Linked DNA regions of Mus musculus: regions 1 and 2 are each linked to region 3. The links are chromatin contacts, called in public HiCAR-type and promoter capture Hi-C maps. All regions are on one chromosome and are shown on one strand. Each heading gives the region's core, a stretch centred on a gene start, on an enhancer-like site or on the middle of the called end of the contact. The rest is flanking DNA. Distances are from core to core; before and after follow the strand shown. Region 1 overlaps Lmbr1 (limb region 1). Region 2 overlaps Lmbr1 (limb region 1). Region 3 holds the start of Rbm33 (RNA binding motif protein 33).

What was found. Promoter capture Hi-C pulls out the DNA fragments that hold promoters and counts their contacts. HiCAR-type assays count read pairs that join an accessible place to other places.
Region 1: a HiCAR-type map of astrocytes shows a contact between it and region 3, with 4 times the contacts expected there. The contact joins the enhancer-like site here to the promoter of Rbm33 in region 3. A contact is called at or near these places in 9 of 39 promoter capture datasets (the 3T3-L1 cell line, 3T3-L1-derived adipocytes, cranial neural crest and 5 more) and 1 of 115 datasets of contacts at active chromatin or transcription factors (astrocytes).
Region 2: a contact with region 3 is called in a promoter capture Hi-C map of the SN4741 cell line, with 6 times the contacts expected there. The contact joins the enhancer-like site here to the promoter of Rbm33 in region 3. A contact is called at or near these places in 11 of 39 promoter capture datasets (the 3T3-L1 cell line, the HPC-7 cell line, the SN4741 cell line and 7 more).

What each region holds. Positions count from the first base shown.
Region 1 is chr5:29,252,012-29,255,724 of GRCm38.p6, reverse strand. It overlaps Lmbr1 (limb region 1), which reads left to right. Exons shown (of 17, transcript NM_020295.3): 13 at 1,106-1,179; 14 at 1,393-1,483; 15 at 2,916-2,982. Among named protein-coding and RNA genes, the nearest start is that of Gm42244, 20 kb to the left of the region's middle. Within about 2 kb of position 1,619, at least 18 of the 459 cell types and tissues checked have an H3K27ac peak or open chromatin away from gene starts, as enhancers often do. A contact at or near this core is called in astrocytes, where this site is marked.
Region 2 is chr5:29,307,596-29,311,481 of GRCm38.p6, reverse strand. The region is part of intron 5 of Lmbr1 (limb region 1); the gene reads left to right. Among named protein-coding and RNA genes, the nearest start is that of Gm42244, 35 kb to the right of the region's middle. Within about 2 kb of position 2,106, at least 13 of the 459 cell types and tissues checked have an H3K27ac peak or open chromatin away from gene starts, as enhancers often do. A contact at or near this core is called in the SN4741 cell line, where this site is marked.
Region 3 is chr5:28,315,128-28,319,249 of GRCm38.p6, reverse strand. Rbm33 (RNA binding motif protein 33) reads right to left here and starts at 2,061. Exons shown (of 19, transcript NM_028234.1): 1 at 1,840-2,061. The coding sequence starts at 1,882. Gm35602 (a long non-coding RNA gene) reads left to right here and starts at 2,163. Exons shown (of 5, transcript XR_003955879.1): 1 at 2,163-2,756.

The sequences.
Region 1 (3,713 bases), core at 370-2,869, 940 kb before region 3:
ACTTTTTTTTTTAAAAAATAAGTGCTATTAGTCACATTTTTGTAACTGAATTATCAAGGAAAATTTGGGAAAAGGAAATTGGATATATTGCTTTATTTGTAAACATAGCTTAAATTGGCAAGGTTTATAGTATAATTTTTATATGTGCTTCTGCATTAATTATATATTATTCTATTAAAAAAAAAAAACAACCAAAAACCTCCCCAGTGAGCAGTACCTTACCTGGGCAGCATAGTAGAACTAGCTAGGTAGTTGGGACACAGGTGAGCTGTCCCTCGGGGTATGATCTTGGGAGAGCTAGCCCTGCCCCTAGCTCTGCAGCATGTGAGAGCTGGCCTGGAGGGCATGAGAGCTTGAGAGCAAGTGAGCTGGCCCTGTCCCCTTGCCAGTTGCAGAACTCAAGAAAGTGGGCCTTGCCCCTTGCTTCGGCAGTACTGGAGAGCTGTAAACTGACCAACTTAGCTACCACCCAGGCCCCGATCCAGGGCTTTGAGTTAGCCTACCCCAATATCTACTTTGTCTATGAACTGTTGGAACACACGAAGGGGCCAGTATTGCAGATCCTAAGCTGCAGGATCTCCATGACACAGGGCAACAGCAAGATATCTGAGAGGAGTCCCAGTAAGGATCCAGTATTGAAAGTATAGCAGAAGCCAGAGACCTCAAACTAGACCAATGCCTCATTGCAACAAACATTTGCATGAAAAGCTCTTTGGGCAAAAGGGTATACTGTGTGACATACCATAGCACACCTCAGCTTCCATAGTGAGATTTTTTTTCCCCCTTTTCTGTGGGAGGTTTGGGGAAATGAGAGGGATAGTGAGGCATGCTGGAAAATTTACAAATAATCAGTAAAAAGTTAAAAAAAAAAAAAAAGAAAGAAAACTCCCCAGAAAATTCAATGTATTTTTCTCAGATAGCAGATCATCCCATTTTATAGCAGTCATAATGATATCATTTTGGCAAATGTCTTAAAAGTACATTTGAGGCAAACCAGGTTATATTTGAACCTGCTAAAATTAATAGTCTTTGGAGGATTCATACTATCTTAAGGTGTTAAATGTGTAATGGCATCACTGAATTCTGAGGCGTGTTTTCCTTGCAGGGCCCCGGCATAGGAAGTGCCTCTCTTTCCACTTTTGGCTTTGTGGGAGCTGCACTTGAAATCATTCTGATTTTGTATCCTTTCTTCAACTGAATGTTATGTCTGTTAACAAGTTTTCTGTCTAGTTTCTGGGACAATAGTAATTTACTAAAACACTTGTTTGGAAAGAAAAACAACGCAGTCCTCTGCAAGCCTCGGTGGCTGTTTGTTTTGGTTTGCTTTTCCTATGGGCTTTAGACTTTGGGAAGTGTGCATTCTCTTGGAGAGTTTTTCCTTCATTCTCACAGCTATCTCATGGTGTCTTCTGTTGTTGGTTTCTATAGCCTCAGATTTTTTGGAAACTTTACACCCAAGAAGGATGACACAACTATGACAAAGGTAAGGTAAAGTCTTAGATGCCATGGCTTTTCTTTTGCTTCCAAGATAAACAAGTGCTTTAGTCAGTAAGCACCCTGAATAGCTCATCTTGGCTGAGAGGTATTTGTAAGTAGCGGACACACAAAGGAAGGTTTTCAGAATGCTGAGTGAGTGGGAGAGGATGTGCTCTGTGTAAATTGGACTGCATCCATTCACTTGTAAATGCATAGAACCACGCACTTGGTAACTAGTTGTGGAAGTCTCCTGAAAGAAAGAACCCTTGTTTTTCTTAAAGAAAACATATTGCTAATGAGTAACTTGGGCTGTGTTAACTGTACTTCAGGAGCTTGTTTGAAATCTGAAGAGCTTAGTTGCTACAAGTGGCAGAGAAAAAGTATTTCAATTCTGAATAATTAAAGTGAGAAGGAATAGCTCTGTTCAGAGACAGTGTGGTGTGAGGCTAATTTGATACAGTGTTGTCACTGGCACCATAGCAATAAAGCCTGTTATATTACATAATAAATGGATCTTTGTAAAATAATTTCACAGGCTGCCTAAGGGGAATGGCTAAAAGCTGCTGGTCTTTCCCATTTTTATTATATAAGTCTATATTTACATCCCACAAGTGTGTGGGTACACACACACAATGAACCCCATTGATAATATATATTACATATATTGAAATTTATGTACCCATCCACCCAGATGTATCATACTAAAGGTTTCTTTCGTTTTGTTTTGTTTTGTTTTTCGAGACAGGGTTTCTCTGTGTAGTTCTGGCTGTCCTGGAACTCACTCTGTAGACCAGGCTGGCCTCGAACTCAGAGATCCACCTGCCTCTGCCTCCCAAGTGCTGGGATTAAAGGCGTGCGCCACCACCGCCTGGCATACTAAAGGTTTCTTAAAGTCAGCTAAGTAGCCAGTGTCCAGTTGAGGTGGTTATAAATACTAATCGATGTTTTCAGTGCCTCTTATTGGAGGAGAATCAGTAACTAGAAGATACATTGCAAATGAATTACTAGATTTAGATGTTTTTGTTTCTAGTGTTTTCAAATCCCAGAATTGATGCTTATAATGGTTATATAGGCCAGAGTAGATGTTATATAAGAACTTGACAGCAATTAGCCTTTAAGATTTAGTCAGAAGTCCAAAGGTATTCTCTTGTTAATTTCATAGGCAAAGCTTTCAAATTACTAACTACATTAAAATAATATAAAATGTATATGATTTATATAGTCTATGACTATATGCTTGCACCTATACTCTGTGTTTTGTGGAATTCATAAATATAATTTTAAAGGGAAAGGCTTATTATGTTTAAATTCTACTCTGATAGTGTTGTTAAGAAGTTGCCGGGTGCTCCGGGTATCTGCTCTGCACTGCCCTCCCAAGAGTGCTTGAGGGGTTCTTTGCCTCCTGCTGTCTCCTTGCAAGCCATCCTTTCTTTCCACAGATCATTGGGAATTGTGTGTCAATCTTAGTCTTGAGCTCTGCTTTGCCTGTGATGTCCAGAACACTGGGTAAGTTTGACTAAGAAATGCTCAGTAAAGTCCATGGTTTTATAGATAACTTTTTAAAATCTCTTTAACTTTTTTGCTTTGTAAATTCTTTTTTTTAATTACCTTTAAAATATAATATTATATTATTCTATAGTTCAATTGTGTATAGGGGCATACCAAAGCAAACAAAGACCTTTTTTTTAAGCACTTAAACATTCCTTTCCCAAACAATAGACTTTTTTTTTCTTACTTCATTCATAAGTTGGGCTTTTGAATCTTCTAGTGAGGAAACTGTGACTTTAAAAAAACACTTCAGTGCCTAGAAAATATTAAAAAAAGATCCATGTATGAATATATTTCCAAATGTATAGTGTAATGTGTGCTTTTAAAAAATAGAAACTTGTAAACTTGTTTTAAGCTGTTTTGAGCTCATGAAAATAGAGCTGAGCATGGTGTTGTGCAGTCCCTGGGAGCATACACCACAGGACAGTTTTTAGTCCTGTCATCTCTGTTTGCCTGCCAATCATAATATTTCCTTAAATTATCAATGTACAGGCAGGGTTTACTGTCTTTTAAAAGTAAAAGAGAATTCTATTTTATCGGTGACATAGTTGACTCATAAGTCAGTCATTTGTCCTTTATAATGCACTATTCTAGACTGTGTTCTTGGCTAAATATTATTTCAGACAGATGTTTCTTTTAGGCAGTTCCATATAATTCTCTAGACTTATGTTTTAACTTTGTAAATTAAT
Region 2 (3,886 bases), core at 857-3,356, 990 kb before region 3:
AAGGCCCAGGAGTGCTCTATACATCCCCATGTCTTTAGTAGTTGGTTTAAAGGAGGTAAACAAGCTGATGCCATCATTAAATATGGTTAAGTAAAACAACTTAATTCTGTAGCAAGCATTGTGTATCATTAAGTGTATAGTTCTCAAGAAAGCAACAAAAATCTCTAGGAATTTGAGCAACAACAACAGAGAAAGAACAAAGCCCACAACCTCCTCAGGGGAAAGAGATGATGGAAGTCCACTGAGCATGGAGGAGGCGGCAGAATGCATTCTTGTGAGAAGTCCTCAGCCACACGGAAAATAGATGTAAAGTGAAGGTGTGCCTCAGGACGCCTTTCAGACCCAGTTCTGACAGAAAGACATCTCCCTGGGAGTTTATCCCTCCACTTGTATCTCCCAAGAATTTGGAGTTTAGTATTCTATCAGTGTTATTAGAAAACTCTAAGTCAAGGAACTAGTATAAAAGTTACTGAAAAGTATTAAAATATTATCTAACATATAAACTAACTGAACATATAATACTACAGTGGCTTATATAATGTATATTTAAGGCAGATTTTGGGTGTTTCTTTGATATAATGTAAAATTCATACTGTTCAGTACAGTTAACTTGGTCCTACTTGTGCTGTCTACTGTCCCTTAAATCAATTGTGGTTGAAAACTCAGGACATGACAATAAGCAGACAGAGCGTTCTTTCTGACTTTTCTGTATCTGTATTGTTAGCTTCTTTCTTGGTAATTTGATAGTTGACTTAGCTCTAAAAATGCTGTTTTCCTTTCAAAGCAGGTGTGTATTCTATTTCAGTTATTTACTTTTTCCATGAGTTCTGTAAGGATCTAATATTTATATCTATTTTAGCTAATTTTGTAGAGTGATTTAAAGAGCAAATTATAGTTTTTATTTATATTACTGTCCAGTTTTCCTATAAACATTTATACGTCACTCCTGACTTTTATTTCTTAATGTTAAATTCTTATTCATATTAAGACATATTTTGAGGCTCTTGGCTCATAAGCTTAGAACATTAGGAATCATCACTAACTCTTTTTTCTTTTCTTTTCTTTTTTTTTTTTTCTTTTAGTCTATGATTTCCTGGCATTTTTCCACAAACTCATTCCCATCTACTTTTTGTCTCTCCGGGCTGTTATATTTTTTCCAGGCATAATGAGATAGATGCAGTTCAGACTACTGACTGCTCATACAGATGCTGCATTCAGGGCTGAAAAAGGGTAGAGTAATTGGTTCTATGCTGTGTATTTTCTCCCCTTTAGTGTGTGTGTGTGTGTGTGTGTGTGTGTGTGTGTGTGTGTGTGTGTGTTATCATCCCAAAGCTGCACCTCTGGTTCCTTTTTATCTCTTGCTTGGAGTACTATTGGTCTTTATCTGGGACATGACAGCCATAATTCCATGCTAACTTTTGTGTTCTGTCCTTGTTTCTGACTCAGAAAAGATTCATGTCCTCTATTTGAATCTGCTCAGATTTCTCCTCCAAAGATGGGTATAGGGTTTTTTCCATCTCTTTCCCTTTTTTACTGCTTTGGCATCTCATGACCTTACTACTCTCTTTAAGGAAAGGGTTTTTAATCTACTCATAACTGCTGAGACTCCAAAATGACACACTATAGAGCAAGTTCTTCCTGAGTGCACCTGGGCTTCAGAGCCTTCAGGTTCACTTCCCTTGTGCTGTTTGGCTTCCTTGGACACACTCACAAAGCAAATGGTTTTAGATAGTTCTCTTGTACATATTGACAAATGTCTTGTTTCCGTTAATATTTTATTTTTTAGGCAATATTCTCAAACACACAATTCTGCTTCAGCATTTTAGGTGCTAGGATTACAGGCCTCTGGTACATCTGAGAACATTTTAATTTAAATGCTTTATAGAAAGTCAGTTAAATTATGTTTCATGTCATTCATTGTATTTGTGTTACTGTACGTTGGTTAGTAGTGTGAGAATATATCATTTGTCTTCCCCACTGTGGAAGTTTGAACAAGAATGACCTCCTTAGGCTCATATAGTTGAATGCTTAGTCATCAGGGAGTGGCAATACTTAAGAAAGATTAGGAAGGGTGGCCTTGTTGGGTCGATGTGTCCTTGTTGGAGGAAGTGTGTCATTAGGGTGGCTTTGAGGTTTCAGATGCTCAGGGTTAGGGCAAGATAGTCTGTACAGAGAAGCAAGCCCTGATCCCATTAGATCCACCAACACCAGAGCTAAGAGATAGTAAAGAGAGTAAACCGCTAATCAGAACTTAATATTGAGTTTTTTCCCTTACTCCAGCCAGAACAAATATGATTAAGAGAAAAAACCAAAACAAAACAAGTACTGTTGAGAATGAGAGGAAAGGGGAACGCTTATATAATACTGATGAGAATTTAGTTAGGCTAGCCACTCTGAACATTAGTATACATTTTCCTCAAAATGATCTATCAAACTATTATATGATCTAACAACAATTCTCCTGGAACCCAAAGGCTCTAGGTTGCTGAGACACTTCATTTTCATTGTAGATTTGATGATTCTCCAGGACTGTGGAAATGCACCTTTAGGTGTATCTTTTGAGGATGTTTGCAGAAAGGTTTAACTGAAAAGGAAAACTGCCTTATATGGGAACGGGAAGATTAGTGGGAAGGGCTGCAGAAGAAAGGTAATGAAAATGTCTTGGTGAAGTCCATAGCTACATACAATGAATATACACCAAGAAAACTGAAAGCCAACAGGATAAGTGTTTATAAATACATAGATAAATAAAACAAGCATTTGAGAAAATCCACCTAGCAAGCTTTATATCACCTTCACGCATGGTAGAGCAGTGGTTCTCAACTTGTGGGTCATGGCCTGAGGATTAGATGACCCTTTCACAGGGGTTGCCTAAAACCTTTGGAAAACACAGATATTTTCTTTTTTTTTTAACATTTTTAAAAAATAATTTATTTTTTGAGATTATGATATAGTTACATTATTTCTCCCTTCCTGATTCTTCTTCCAAACCCTCCCATATACCCCTCCTTGCCCTGTTTCAACTTCATAGCCTCCTTTATATTAAGTGTTGTTGCATACATACATACATACATACATACGCGTGCGCACACACACACACACACAAACACACACTGCTAAATGCATAAATATAACCTGCATAGTCTATATACTGTTACTTTTCAGTATGTTTTCAAGGCTGACCAGTTGGTATTTGCTAATTTTTTTTTAATTAGGTATTTTCCTCGTTTACATTTTCAATGCTATCCCAAAGGTCCCCCATACCCACCCCCCCCCAATCCCCTGCCCACCCACTCCCCCTTTTTGGCTCTGGCGTTCCCCTGTACTGGGGCATATAAAGTTTGCAAGTCCAATGGGCCTCTCTTTGCAGTGATGGCCGACTAGGCTATCTTTTGATACATATGCAGCTCGAGACAAGAGCTCCGGGGTACTGGTTAGTTCATATTGTTGTTCCACCTATAGGGTTGCAGTTCCCATTAGCTCCTTGGGTAATTCATTATGATTCAGAACACTGGCAAAATTATAGTTATGAAGTAGTAACAAATAATTTTATGGTTGGGGTCACCATAAAACTAGGAAGTGTATTAAAGAGTCATAGCATTAGGAAGTTTGAGAAACACTGTGTTAGAGTAATCTGAAAGGAGAGAACTACAATTGAGAAAATGCCTTCATAAAATCATGCTATAGGGGAATATCTTAATTACTGATTGTTAGGGGAGGGCCCAGCCTATTGTGGGTAGTAGCATCTCTGGGCTGGTGGTCCTGGGTTGTATAAGAAAGCAAGTTGTGGTGGTTTGAATATGCTTGGCTCAGGGAGTGGCACTATTAGGAGGTGTGGCCTTGTTGGAGGACATTTATCATTGTGGGCATGGACTTTGAGACTCCT
Region 3 (4,122 bases), core at 812-3,311:
ACAAGGAAGGTAAAGTTAGTTTATAGAAGAAAGCACCAATGTTTGAAAGGGATGTCTAATTGAGTGGCAGACAATAAGTGAAAATAAGGAAGGGAGAGAGGGAGGAATGGAGGGATGGAGGGATGGAGGGAGGGAGGGAGGGAGGGAGGGAAAGGGAAAGAAGGAAAAAGAAAAGGAGGAAGGGGGCAGTTTTACTGGCGAGTTTTACAAAGACAGGTTGAAGGAGAGAACAAGCCAGAAAATGAGAAGAAGCCAGAAGATTAGAAAAGGTTGCTAGAGTTGGTGTGAGGCCAAACAGAGCAATCCAGGAGAAGCCATCCCAGAGAAGCCAGATCGATCAGCTTGAGAAGAGCTTGAGCCAAAACAGCTAAGTTGAACCAGCCAGGGTTCAGAAAGAACTAGAAAGGGTGAACTTACCCAACAGTAAGCCTCAGAGATGACCAACTACCAATAGGAGTGTAACCCCTTCAAGGCAGGAACAGTGTACTGCACATGGGCTGAAGAGGTCCAGCAGTTCCAGGACTGCAGAGCTGCTGAGCACCAAGGTGAATATTCAAAAGAACTTGCCTACTTTCCCAAGGAGTTTGGATTAAGTCTAAGCAATGGAAATGCTGACAAGATATTAAGATGGAAGAAAAATTCCAAACTTCCAAAAAGGCAATCTAGCCTTCTAAAATTACAACCCTCAAACTTTCTGGCTAAAAACTAATATACAGCCCTCAAGTTTTATTTGTGTGGATATTTATCAGTTTTTACTATTAAAGTTTTAAATGAGAAACTTAAAAGATCATAAAAGCGCATAGTCCCCAAGCCATCCATGTCAAGTCTTCACATGCCACACAGCCTCTGGAAAACCAAACCACACTAGTGAGAAAAAATGGAAAATGAAAATATCATCTTCATCTTTTAAAAACAGCTTTGACCCAAGGGCTCCCATAACACTGAGACTCACATATAAAACCTTAAGTTTTTACCTTCTCTAATCAGGTAGAGTAGACAAAATGTATTTTAAGCATTTAACTAGAAAGCCTCGAATCTGCATGTTAAAAAAAAAAAAATCATCTATGTAAGCTGGCAGTGACATATACCATACCACATCCTGCCAGAAATGGCATTCTGGATGTAGTCTCTGCCGTTTGGGTTTTTTGTTTTGAGGTCAGAACTCCTAAGCAGGGTTGTTTAACATGCCCACCCCAACCCCCAATCTGTAAGTAAGCATCACTAACACCTCTGGAATATGTAGAATAGTTCAAGTGTCTATAGCCAGAACTAGCTGGCAAATGCTTTTGTTGTCCACATTTTACCGTGAGGGTCTTTTATCCAAGTCCTGAAACGTCATTTTTTTTATTGTTCCACATCTTTAAAAAAAAAAAAAAAAAAAAAAACCCTCGTTCAACAAAACGTGGTTTTACTTATAACTGGCTAGTCTTTCCATATCGTTTACGATTGCGAAATGAAAATACTCAAACAACTGGTTCAGTAACCAACCCTTTGTACACGGTCTTCATCCCTTTCAAGCATACTGCCAAACACAAGTTTTCCTTAGATGATAATAGGTTTATTTAAAGCACCCTAATAAACCGCAAAATTCTTTTTACACTGAGTAGGCTGCTTGCCGCTGCCCAGGGCGCATCTTCCAAGAAGACTGGAAGTCGCCAGGGCCCCCCGACCCCGTCGCGGGGCCGCCGCCGACCTCGCGTCGCCGCCTCGGGCCTAACGCTCCGCGCTCCCGGCCTGAACGGCGGCGGCAAGCCCGGGGCGGCTCCGTCTGTGGCGGGGCAGCACGAAGGCCCTACATAAAGGGTGCCCGGTCTACGGCCCCCGCCGCGGCCCACGTACCTCCAGCGCCTGCTCCTCCGCCTGCGCCCAGGGCGGCCGCCATGGTGGTCCCCGGGCCCGGCCTTCAGCCGTCCCCCGAGCTCCTGGCAGGCCGACGGCTCTGGTGCGGGCCGGGGAGGCGGGGGAGCGGCGAGGGCCGGCGCCCGCGAGCGAGCAGAGGCGAGGCCCGCGCGTCGCGGTCCGCAGCGGACCCTCGCCTCCGCAGGAAGAAAACAACACTACGGCAACATGGCCGCGCCGCGGTGCACGCCGGGAGCAAGGCGGGCGGAAGAGCCAGGCGGCGGCGGGCGGACGCCTAAGGTCCCGGGTGCCTGAACGCCAGCGAGTGCCCGGCGGCGCGCGCTAGAAAGAGCAGCGCACAGACACAGTTTCGGCCGGGCTGGAAGGCCGAGGCTTCAGGCGGGAGGAGTGTGGACGGCCACACGCCGTAAAGTCGACATAAATCGCCTTGCAGCAGTAGGCGCGGCTGCGCTTTACGACGGCTGAGCCGCCGTGGCAAGTGGAGCCGAAGCGCGGCCGGAGACGCTAACGGCCGAGTCTGGCTACCGCGCCCCCAAGCTTGAGGCGCGCGAACGCTACATCGACGCACGCGCACTCGCGTTCGCGCGAGCTGGCGGAAAGCCTCGCGCGTAGGGTCTTAGGAAAGGAGAGGAGGTGTGTGGCGGTGGCACTAGGTACCACGACCTCAAAGACGGACTCCAGAGCATCCTAAAGCAAGTCCCCAAGCCTGCGGCTTTGAGGACGAGGTTTCGGGCAAAAGCGAGCTGGGAAGGCGGAGGAGCCCCGCAGGTGGGCCCTTGGAGAGGCCCGGCATGGAGGCTGGTCGCCGCTCAGTGAGAATTCCAGACGCGGGCATCCACATTCCCGGAAAGTCTTAGGGAGCTAAAAGAATGTCTGCTGTGAAATTCAACTTTTAGGTGATTGAAATTTTTCCTCATAAAAAAAAAAAAAAATCCCTAAAATCCCTGCTTTATAATGTTCATTTAAGAAACAGAAGGAAAAAAAATTCCTTTTTTAAAAAATCGTCATGAAGTCATTGCCCAATAAAAGTAAGCCTGGCATGGAGCCTCACTGACTAACTAGATTTCTGTCAGAAAGCACATTAATTCATATCTAAACTGCTTGAACCCCTTGTCACCTTTTCCTAATTTTTACACTGTTCAGGATGGACTACCCAACTGAGAATATTTTCAAGATAATATCAGTGCTGGTCTTGAGAAAGACCTCTCAAAAATAGGTACAATGATAAAATTACTTCATAATACTTTATAACGTATTACACATGAAAAAAGACGTGCATCTCAATTATAGCAAATGAAGATTAAATTGCTCAAAGGCCACTGAATATCCACTTCGAATGAGTCAGGATTTCAACTCTATGTCTGCCTTGACTCAAATCTCATGTTCTAACATAGCTATGACCTTAAGAAAGTAGTTTTCTTAATTTCACCTAAAACTGAAATTCTCCAGGACAGGAAACTCTAAACATTCTGTACTGAAACATTCACTAGAAAAACATTTAACCTGTATGTAGGAACACCTAGTATTTAGAGATGTGATCACTTGCTGTGAGTACAGATTTAATCACCCCCTTTTCCTTATCACTACATACCACTTCAGTCAGCTCTCTAACTTCCTCTAGAAACCTGTTAAAGGCTCAGTGTCAACCAGGAAACCAAACTGCAACGCTTGTGGTGAAAATGGTTTCAGAGCACGGCTCAGCCCTTAAATACCTCACAGGAACCTCGCCCTCTGTGCTTTCCTAATTGAGGTTACTATCTAAACGTGAGGGTTTAAGAATGAACTCTCAGCCCGGCGTGGTGGCACACGCCTTTAATCCCAGCACTCGGGAGGCAGAGGCAGGCAGATTTCTGAGTTCAAGGCCAGCCTGGTCTACAAAGTGATTTCCAGGACAGCCAGGGCTATACAGAGAAACCCTGTCTCGAAAAAAAAGGAACTCTCAGAGCTATTAGATACACTGGCTTCTATAGGTCAGTAGCTTTTAAGCCAAGGAGGCACCTTCCCCTCAGTGAGTACCTAGGTGGCCTTGGAGACACACTGTGCCTTCATTGACACCTAACACCCAAATCTTGGCTTTTGAATCCTATATTCCAAAAGAATAGTTTCTATTTGAAACACTTCACCTGAGTTAACTAACACTTCAATTATGAGTGAATAAAAATCTTGTGTACCTACAGAATGAAGTAGGAGAACAATGTCTTTTGTGGAGATCAAAGACGTCTACCTAACACCCAGTGTAGTCACTGACCAGCTATAATAAAG